2 separate regions of the Arachis hypogaea genome follow, and region 1 is linked to region 2. The links are chromatin contacts, called in public Hi-C maps. All regions are on one chromosome and are shown on one strand. Each heading gives the region's core, a stretch centred on a gene start, on an enhancer-like site or on the middle of the called end of the contact. The rest is flanking DNA. Distances are from core to core; before and after follow the strand shown. Region 1 holds the start of LOC112707419 (probable bifunctional methylthioribulose-1-phosphate dehydratase/enolase-phosphatase E1). Region 2 has its middle 6.9 kb from the start of LOC112707418.

Region 1 (5,747 bases), core at 1,870-4,369, 52 kb after region 2:
TAAATTAAGATTAATCTTCCTGTGGAATATATAAAAGTACAAAACACATACCTGGGTTTTAGCACTGATCCATGTATCTCCCCAAACATATACCCCATGGTTGCGAACAAGAACTGCTGTTGATTTTGGGTAGGCTTCAATCTACACAATAGGAAGAAATGCACAACAATGCCACATCACAAGTGGTCTTTTTGGAGAGGAAAAAAAGGACAGAACTTCGGGGAAGTCATTAGGTTTTCCATCTTATATATATACGATACTATATATATGTGCAGAACTATTGCGAGGAAACATACAGCTTTAGCTAGAGAATCTGTGAGCTCATATTCATAGGCCGTGTTCTCAATTATGGGGACCACAAGTTCATCATAATAACCATGTCCCTTGATTCCTTTTATCATTTCCATGTGAGTGATCTGCCATTTGTGGATAGCATCAGTATCAGACAAAAAGAAGAAGAGGGGGAAAAAAAGAATGAGGACATGCAATGTAAAAGAGAAACCTCAACCACTTATTCTTTGTCTTCTCAGAGCACTATATAATAAACTATAACAACACTAACAAATAACTTTCTGACCCTTGATGCAAAAAACCACAAAAGAATGAAAATAGAACGCCTCTTTGGAGCTTTATAATTAAACTTTGGTATATACTTAATTATCAAAGTGCAATATAGAGACTCTTTTCCTTTCAAGAAAGTTTTGCCTTCATAGAATGCACTCCATAACTAATCTTTTCCCCAAGCAATCAGATATTTCTTCAACTCGGCTTAATGCACTACTACCAGTCTCAAAGCCTCTTTAAAGATAAAATGATAAGCAAGAATCACGTATTATAATTTTGTACCAAGACTCCTGACCCCACAAGAGTAATAAACGAAAAAGCACCCATGTCAATATAGACATACTCGAAATTCCTTTGATAGAGGATTGATCATTGTTACAAGACAAGATTCTATCCCGTGACTGTGAATAACAGCCCCAGCATCCCGCAACTCATATGCCTGGAAAGGAAAAAAAGAAATATATAAATACTAATTATGTCAAAAATGAAAATATTCAGATATTGCAAAGAGGTTTCTAGGCATGAGTCTAGCAATTGATAGAAAGCACTTATCAGCCGAATGTTACAGTTAATTAATATTATGTCAATACTTACTCAGACACCTAAGTGACACCATGTAATGCAAATTTGTTTTGAAAGTATAATAAGATTTAGATTCTGCATATTAAGTATAACATATAATACTACAACCAGTAGCGAGTAACATTATGAAATGTCAAAAGATCAATATGCATATTGGATACTACAATAACATAGGTAACACATATATTTACACATACATGGGATACAAAAATGAACATTTTTACACACTAAAATTTACAAATTATAGACACATATGACATGTATGATATATATAGTATTCAAATCTAGGAAAAGATTGTTACTCATAATCATATTTATGAGGTTCATCGCCACCATATGTTCTTGTATCGTTCTTTGAAATTGCTTATAAATTTTCAACAAACCCAAAAATTATGTTATCCCCTCCCCCCCCCCCCCCCCTTCTTTTTTTCCCCTCAAATTTTAAAAGTGTGGCCTATGTTGTATCCATAATTAACTGCGCACTACAAATCCTTGTTGTTGCCATGTTTTGTATCTAATATCAATGATAGTGTGTCCATGCTTTATGGACAGCAGCTAATAGAGTGTAAACTAGCCCCTACCTTCAAGAACACTGGACTAGAATCAGAACACTTGGGAGGCTTGTGCGGGTAAGGTTTGGCAGATGGGGCAGACAAGACTGATCCATTGTGCGACAACACATACATGTCCTCCGGTTCCATTCTTTCCTTCTGAACACCTGTACACATTTTTCAGCCAAACAAGGAAGATTTAATTCTTAAACACCAACCAAATTGAATTGACATCCAGGACAATGACATCACATTGGTCATATATATATAAATGAAAATCTAACAGCAATCTATAATGGTCCTAGCAGAAATGTATTACAACTTCACACAAATGTTACATTTTTTGGGGGTGTTTTTGGGTTTCACTAGCAATGCTTTGAATTGGGCACCAAAAATCAAAGAGCAAATTACACTGGTCTCTCTTAAGACTAAGCAATAGTACGACAGTTATACATGATACTTCTTCATTTGTCATGCCTAAAGGGGTGTTTGTTATGAAGTTCTATCAAAATGTCAACTGTAGTATCACCTAAACTTTAAAGGGAACCAGCGTACATGTCTACAAATACCAGGATGCATGTTTTATATAATGGGAAACTCAAGTAAACTACCACTTTGACTCCCGAACGGTTAGTTTCGTAACAAAATAATTCCTCAAAGATTGGTTTTTGGTTGAGAAATCCACCCAAAGTTAGCACTATTTTGTGGGTAAACTAGCACCCAATGAAGCATAATTTTGTTAGTGAACTAACATTTCAAGGATTAGAATAATGATTTGGTTAGAAAGTAAATGTAATTTACTAATTCATCAAAAAACAAACTCCAACAGCAGATAAGAATGGAAACAAGAAGAGATGACAAAAAGCAGAGCTTGGACATTTTAACAAACAGAAAGCGATCAATTAAAAGTAGCAAGAAAGGTAAAGTGATGGAATATAATACGAACCAGAAGGGGACATGAGTATGAGTTGTTGAGACTTGGGAATGGAGTCATCGTGGACCTTGAAGGCGATGCTGCCACCTGTCCCAGAGACCCATCCGAGGGTGTAGAATTGGCGGCAGAGTTCGGCCATGAGAACTTTTGTTTCCTTAACTGCCTTCCCTTCCAGGTATGCTTGCGTCACCTTCAACCCGTTCAGGGCAGTTACTGCAGGTGCTGCCGCCATGGATTCTAGAGAGAGAGAGATGGAGAGTGGATTAAGGTTGGTATGGTGGCTATCTACATTCAATAGAAACAAACACTGCAATCTTTGTGTGTGTTCCTGTTGAAGTCTTAAAGATGAAAAAAGCTGAACATAAAAATAAAAAAAAAATTAATAATAATAATATAAAAAAATCGAATATCTGACTCAGTGTCAGTGGGTGAGTTTAGAAAATAGAATATCACAGTCACATACTCACATGATATTCCAAAGCCCAAAACACGTTGGCACGTTCGGTGAATTACATATATTGAAATTCAAAAATGTGATTTTGGTAGTAAAAATCAAGGAATTATTATATATTTGTCTATAAATATATATATAATTTAATTTATTTTTATTATTTATTTTATATTTAAATATATATTTTATATTAATAATTAATTTTAATATATATATTATGATCTAAATTTGTAATATTAATAGTTAAAATAATTTGTATTAATTTAATTTTAAAAGATTAAGAGTTTTAAATTAGTTTTAATATTGTATATTATTATCTAATTAAAAAAGATTAAATATAATTTTAGTTCTTATGTTTAGATCGAAAACATTTTATGTTTTTAATTTTTTTTATATAAAAAATCGTCTCTAAAATTTAACGTAATTTTAAAATCATCCTTTTAAGATAGATTAATTTTTTAAATAACAAAAATATCTTCCTCTCTTTCTTCTCACCATCATAATTATCTATTCTTCACATCACATTGTTACTATTACTATCATCCTTAAACATTTATTTTTCTCTTCTCACTATAATTATTGTTCCATTCACTATTAATCCATCACCATTTGTTCTTGAATCCATCAATCCAATAAAAAACTCAATCTTTAACAATAACCTCAAATAAATTAATACCAAAAGAGTAATTCATCACCAAAACCATCTTTATTAACAAGAAATAAGAAAATCATTATCATTATCCTCAAAACAAACATTAACAAAAGAATTAAACATTAAAAAGAACAACAAACATCTTGTTATTCCTCCAATTAGGATTTGTGGTGAAAGGGAAGGGAAGAAATTAAAGAAATTAGGGAATTAGAATTTCTCTGTTAGTTCACTCATGTTTTATAAGAGTCTGGACGGCGGATGGCAAGGAGGGAAGGAGAAAGGAGGCGCGGCAGTGATGCTGAAAACATGAGGAACACGACCACCACCATCACTTTTCCGATGACGATGGCGCGTCGCGGTGAGGTGAAGATGAGAGCGACGGTGAGACTTCCTTCTCTTTTTCTTTGAGTTTCTTCTTCTGTCTCTAAGTCTCTGTTTCTCTCTCTCTTCTAAAGGTGTGATGGAGATAATGATACTGAGAATATAATTGTCTGAAAGACGATTTAAAACTAAGTTGAACCTTAGGGACGAATTGGAATGCTAAAAAACGTTGGAGATGAATAAAATTTTTGAGTTAAATCTTAAGGACCAAAATCGTACATAATCCAATTATAAAAGAGATTTAATTTAATGCATTTGATCTTTTGTAACTAATTTAAATTAGCCAAACAACTAATTTATTTGATAACTTAAACAAGTATCAATCTACTTATTGAATTAGATAATACTATAAAAAATAAAAAAATTAAGGCTGTCAATTTTTTAAGATCAAATTGATGCCTATACTAACCCTATCTCAATTACGAAGAAACTGATTTTCTCTTCAAATGCTTAGAAAGACATTTTTCAAGTGTGAAAAAAAATAAAAAAAAATAGTTTGAAAAGTCTCTTTTGACAATAACATCAACTTATAAAAAAACTATTGGATCTCAAATGTCCATAATTTTGTTAATTTTTCTCAAAATAATATCACTAAAGACATATATGATAAGAGCGTTTGTGATTATGTTGCTGGAAATAGACCGGATTTGGAGTGTATTATAGATGTTCTGGAAGAGAAACAACTCATTTTTATTTTCTTAAAGGTATCGGAGCTAGATTTGGGAGAAGATGTAGTTGTTTGACTCTCGAACTTTAATAATTTATTTACTATTGAAACAACTTGTAGTCTCAACTTAAACTCTCGAAGGATGATAAAATCGAGTTTTATCCTAAGATTTAGAGGCTTGAAGTACCTCATAAAATTTAGAGTTTTTGTTAGTTAGTTGCTAAAAAGATGTTATTGGCTAATGAGCTCCACTTCAGAAGATATATAATTTCGAATAATTTGTACAATATTTATACATCTTCATCTGAATCTTTGCTCTACAATTTTTGTGTTCCTAAATTGCATATAGGACATGAAAGAGCATACACAAAAGACTGGTCTCAGGTAAAATTTTTATGTTATCCCTGATTCCTATGTTATTAGTAAATTTATCTTCTCAATCCCACATCAAAAGAGTTTCGTAGTCCTTCCTTTTTGCTAGCACTATGAATTTAATATGGTTTAATTGGAATGAGTTCATTTTTAAAGAGATAGTTGTTTTAATGAAGGTAAGATTCATGAACTAGCTCTCTATTTAGTTAAAGACTATCATATGATCCAAACTGAATTATCTCATATAAAAAGGGACATAGATAACTTCATAGAAAAATATGTGTGTTGGCTGCCCCTAAACGTCATTCACTAAACTTAATTCAGATGGCTCTGTGACAAAAGACGAAGAAAGTGACATGTGAAAAAAATTCTGAGGAACTATAAAAAAATTTTTAGTAGTCTATAATGTGAATTTAGACACTTGTACAGTAAAATTTATTGAATTTTGGAACATTCTTTTGGGATTGAATTTGATGTTAAATGTGAGTTTCATTCATGTGGAGATGAAAGTTGATTAAAAAATAATTGTGATTATGTATTTTAAAAAATTTAAGTGATCTTCATTTTTCAAAATCTTTTGTTTTGGCTATCCA
Region 2 (6,031 bases), core at 271-2,770:
ATTTTGGTACATTCATAATTTAATTTACCTTGATAAATATTGTTTAGCAAACTTTTAAATTGATAAATATTTTGGAACAAAAAAAAATAACACTACAGCTCAAATAAGTATTGATTTCATTTAGGTAGGTGTGACACTAATCATTTTACTAGAATTACGACATACTTTTATATCAACAATAAAAATCAAACTCCCATGATAACCATCTATTTCACATGTATATGCAAATAACAGAACTCATGTTATTGGCTGTAACTTGATCAGGTGTTAGTTCCAAAACTTATGGGTTGGTATCACTTAACATCTGCTGTAAAATGCTCTGTCAATTGATTGCAGATTGCCCTGCATGTTTGGAAGGGTAACTATTTTGGGACCATGAATGTGAACAGAAACAAGTCCTAGGTGTTTTATGGTTCACTTTTAAGGAATTTGTTGACCCTTGTGAATTAAATGTCTCATTTTCTTGCTAACCAACTGGACAATAACATGATACCATGCATCTATGAATACCCTTCCTAATTTAGTGTTATCTCGTGCAACAAATAAACAGTTTAGGGAATGAGTTTCTCCACCTTGAAACTTTTATTACGGGAAAAAATAAACTAAAATAAAATTAAAAAATATGCTCTAAATGTGTGTGTGGAGATTAGGAGATAGACTTGTTAACCGGCAAATATAGGCTTATAATTATAATGTTCATGATGCAACTCTGCCCTATGTTTATTAGATTTAATTCATATTATGAAATTTGATCTAGTACTTTTTTGGTTGACTGAGTCATATTGTTAGTTAGCTTAATTTATAAGTAAAAATTTCAAATGATACTTTGCAAGAAAAAAAAATTAGTTGTCATGCTTATATTATACATGAATGATATTTCTTTACTTTTGAAATTTATATAATTATCCATATCAACCTTTCATACCTTGTCAAATGTTAACCCATACTAGGTTATTAATGGGACCATGTTATTAAGTCTGGGTCTAATAAAAATAAACAATCCGAGTTAAATGAAATAAAAAGAAATAAAAAAATATATAGGTACTAAGGGTTTTCTTTCAACTACTTTATCTTGACTCAGATTTTTTTCAAATACCAAATATTTAACTAAAAAATTATACTAAATTCATTATTGTATTATATTCTACCAAAATGCGTTTAGACATATTCAACAGGAAAGAAAAAAGATAAAGAAATAGATGGTGTTTTGTCTTATAGAAATGAATGAGCGTTTGAATATTAATAGTATTATCTTAGATGTTAATCATGTCACGACGATACATAGAATTATGACTTCAAAGAGAAAACAATCCAAGAGAGAGAACCTAAAATAAGAGGGAATGACAGCTAATTATGCAAGCATTCTTTATTATTCTCTCATCAACATTCAACAAAACCTTCTTTGAATTTGCAAATTGGCAAATAGCAAATCAAAAATATTAAAATACCCACCAAAGTCAGTCCCAAAATTAAATGTGGTCCCCAACAATTCTTATTCCTCCTTGACCTCATATTACTAGTGACCTACTCCAACAACATAGTTATTATTACAATCCAATCGTAATTAATACCAATGGCTTATACTACTATCCAATAGTAATGAATATCATTGGGATCATTAATAATTACTTTGGAATGCAATTACTCCTGCCGTTACCCGTTTGACATAATCTCTTAAGCTAATCTCATCCACTAGATATGTTTTCCTTCTTAATTATGTTTCATATAATGGTGGAGCTTGGAGACATAATTTCTCACTATAATTTTTCTTTGGGTTAACTAACATGTCTTTTTTAACATACATATTAAAATTATTATTAATAAAAATTTGTAAAATTATTATTCTAATAAATATCGAGCAAATACATTAAAAATTAAATTTTGCATTTTTCTATAAAAATTTTCTTAACTAATAAGTTTAGCATATGTCCTTCCTTAACCAAGCTCTTTTTTGTTATTATTCTTGTCCATATGATTATTTATATATGCATGAAATAATTCGGAAAAAAAAATAATTATAAGATTGTTTGCCGAAATAGAGTAATTTAGAATGTAAATATTATATATAATTTATTATGCTTGGAATTGAGTAGAAAATGAAAATGAAGAAAACTTAAAAAACATTACACTAAGTACTAAATGTATGAGAAAACGTGAAAATAAAAGAATGACAAATATATTGAATTAATTTCTTTTTTAAAAGAAAATTGACAGATACTACTATTATTTTTCAAAAAGAACATTTAATTCTTGACTAGTCATTTAGTAAATCACAATCATAAAGGTCCATGGTCAATAATAGTGGATGCCATGTTCAAAAACCATTAAGACGTTTGGTTTGAAGTAAGCTGTCGTGGTCTTATTGTCGAAGCTAGCTTAGTAGTTGATTAGGGAAATGATTAGGTTATGATGATGATGATTAAATTTGTAATTACAATTAAGAGGAAAACGCCACCTATATATAGTGATAAGCCATTGTTTTTACCGTAACCCCTTAAATGTCCTTAGACCAATTCAATATATATAATAACTTGTATTTTTGTGTTACGTAAAATATAATTCTTTCTTTAGGTAATAATTCAGTATTACAAGTCATTGACTAGTTGTCTAGTTCGGTCTAATTGTTTGAACAACTAATATATACTAATAATGAGTAATAATCATAATAATAATAGTATGAATTTTTTTCTTTTGTTGTCTATAATATTTTTTAATCTGATAGGTTAAGAATTAATTTGTCATAAATTTAAATTCTATTTAAGGATAATGGATTATTGCATATACAAAACAGAATTCATACTAATTATTTAAACGGATGACGAATGAGCTTATTACTCGATTAACCTAAATTGATTGAGGATGAATTATTTTAATTTATACTTTTTATGTCATTATTTTTGTTGTGGTAAGCAATTTTGTGTCTATCCACTTATATGTGGATATGGTTATTGTTACTAACACACAGATATGAATGAATTACTATGGGAAGTTTATTGCACTAACAATGTCTTTTTTGACTTGGATTTGAACGATTCTAAATTTGTAACTCACTTGCATGATCCTAATTAATACAGATAAAATTCTAGAAAAAAAAAAGAAAGTAAAGGCATATATATACTACCATTTATTTTTATTTATTTAAATTTTTTTTATGATAGTTACTGACTTACTGGTTCCTACCAAAACTGAGTGGGTCAAACCGGCATAGTCTATGAAGTATGAAATGGAAAAATAGGCATTGAATTCTTTAATTTTACTGTGACAATTAAATATATTTTGTTGTCAACAAATTATAATTCAAATGACATAATCTTTTCATTTTTATTATTAGGATTGACTACTTTCACTACTTGAAGGTTTTCTATTATTTATTTATTATTTTTTTCCTCGTTAAAATAGAAATATTTACTTCTTTATATATTTGTATTTGCGGCTGGACTAATTTGCAAAATTAAGTTGAACGGATTTTGTTGACTAACCTGTGAAATGAGCGTATGAACTTGAATTTATTTTGCTAGCAAGTTCACAAAATGAAAGTAGAATAAATTCAAATGTATATATATAACAACCAAGGTAGAGACTAAATCAATTTTCGCAATAGTCCAAAGTCACCCTACGTTAGATTAAGTTTTTAATTTTGTATTCTTTAATTACCGTTGAAATAATTGAATAATTTTAGACATAATATATATTATTAAGTTAAAAAAATAACTTTAGACATAATATACACGTATTAAGTTACAAAAAATAACTTTGAATAATAATCATCTCTCTAATCCTGTCGTTTTTGCAACATTAGTCGCAAAACAGACCAAAATTCTCGTATATATTGCGGCCACAACTACAAAGAGGCATTGTCTAATTTCATTTTCACCTTTAGTTTTCATAGCATTGTGGAAAGGAAGAAAAAAGAGAGAAAAAGAGGAAGAAAAGACTGAAAAGAAGAAAAAGAAAAGAAAAAAATGCCATGAAATAGGGTTATAGGGATATTAACGGGCTCAATATTGATAAAGATATTGTAGATTATCTATGAGTTTTTTTTTTAATGATTCTATTCGTTTTTATAATTTTAATAAATTTTTAATTAAATCTTTATATTTTTTTGATTGAATCTTTATATTATATTAGATTTTGTAATTAAGTTTTTATCATGATAAAAATGCTGGAATTAACAAAATATTTCGTTAAGCGAAATGAATATACCAAACACTTGATTGAATATTCTGTTAATTTTTATATTTTTATCATAATAAAAATTTAGTTACAAAATCTGATATAGTATATAGATTTAATTAAAAAGAAAAAATATAAAAATTTAACTAAAAATTTAATAAAACTATAGAAATTAATAGAATAATTATTTTTTTTTTAAAAAAAAGTAGATTATCTGTGAGGTTAGTCCCGTATAAATAAGAATATTGTAAAAAAAAAAAAATGCATGTCATTCACATGTATTTGGCTACTTATATAGGTAAGAAAATGTACCCAATTTTAGATTGTGAATATGTCGCAGTCAAGTAGCAAAATAAAAGTAATTTACTCGTAACTAAAATGTAATTCTTAATTTTTGACCATTTATCTGAATAATAAAGTATATTTTTATAATTTAAAATTTTTTAATTATTTTCAAATTATTTAAATAACTGGTTTAATTAACTTTTGTTATTGGTCTGAGTGGTCCATGATACATTAACAAATGAGGCCTGCTACACATACAAGTCTTTTTGGTTTATAAGTTATACAAGTTGCTCCAAGTCCAAAAAAAAAATACGCGCTCATTTAACAACATGTTCACTCTTCGTCTTCTTCCTCAATCAAAACGCAAACTATCAAGAAAAAAACACGCGCCCATTCCACAACACGTTCACTCTTCCTTTTCTTTCTCAATCAAAACGCAAACCATCAAGATTTAAGGGACATTCGAAACAAACTACTACGATTCTACAGAAACGTTCCAACTCCTCGCGAAGAGTAGAAGAAATCAAGAAGAAAATATACAAATTTTCATAAAAAATCTCCAGAAAAAAAAAAAAGAAGAAACATTATTCAAGATACTATTTTACTATTCTTCTAGGTTTTTCTTCTAGATTGTCTCTGTCATGTGCCTCATCCTTAACCAGCAAAACATTAAAAGATTTTAAGAAGAAATATACTGTCTCCCCCTGTTTTGGGTGTATTTCTTAAATCCTTTGGGTATATTTCTGTAATTCTTTGGGTGTATTTATGTAACCGTTTGGGTGTATTTCTGTAATCCTTTCTGTAACCGTTTGGGTGTATTTCTGTAATCGTTTGGATGTATTTATGTAATCGTTTGGGTGTATTTCTGAGGTTTCATTATCTTCAAAACGATTTCAAAGCTTGATTTCGAAAACTATGAAAATCGAAAAAAACGAAACAAAGAGAGAACGCACAAAGAAGATCCAACAAATTTGGCAAAAAATTCGAAAAAATAAACGAAATTTTTTGAAAAATGAAAGTTATATATTTGTGCGTTAATTGATTTGAATTGATTTAAAATTTTGTTAAAAAGGCACGTAACATAAGTAGCACATTTAATGAGTTGATTTCGTTCAGACTTATAAAACTTGTAAATACAAAACAGTAAAACACTTATACGTAGAGATTAATCCTTAACGAATTAGGCGATTTACAGAATTTGCTTAGAACAATTATTTATATAATTAGAGATTGATTAAAAATTTTTAAATTGTAAAAGAGCACTTCATCTTTCGAACAAATAATCAGAGAAAAAAATATTTATTCTTATATTACTTTTTTCCTCGACAAAATATAAAATTAATATACAAAATTATAAAAAAATTATATTTACACAATTTAATAAATGATTGTGTAATTTATAGTTCCATATCCCTTTTTGGTCCAGGTACCATACATAACCCTTTTTCACCTTCTTATAATTCCATTCCTTATTCGTTTATTTTAGAATATTTATCCATTTTAGTCCTTAAAGAATTTTGAATCAGACATTTTAGTTTTTAATTAAAATTAATTATTTGATTAATTCTTAATA

The links. A called contact is a pair of places that touch in the nucleus more often than the background predicts.
Region 1: a Hi-C map of leaf shows a contact between it and region 2, with 2.0 times the contacts expected there. The contact joins the promoter of LOC112707419 here to the enhancer-like site in region 2. A contact is called at or near these places in 2 of 8 Hi-C or Micro-C datasets (both in leaf).

Annotation. Positions count from the first base shown.
Region 1 is chr8:39,788,126-39,793,872 of arahy.Tifrunner.gnm2.J5K5, forward strand. LOC112707419 (probable bifunctional methylthioribulose-1-phosphate dehydratase/enolase-phosphatase E1) reads right to left here and starts at 3,120. Exons shown (of 13, transcript XM_025759158.2): 1 at 3,095-3,120; 2 at 2,644-2,986; 3 at 1,728-1,864; 4 at 908-1,003; 5 at 297-416; 6 at 52-141. The coding sequence starts at 2,863.
Region 2 is chr8:39,737,886-39,743,916 of arahy.Tifrunner.gnm2.J5K5, forward strand. No RefSeq gene overlaps it. Among protein-coding and RNA genes, the nearest start is that of LOC112707418, 6.9 kb to the left of the region's middle. Within about 2 kb of position 1,521, at least 2 of the 3 cell types and tissues checked have open chromatin away from gene starts, as enhancers often do.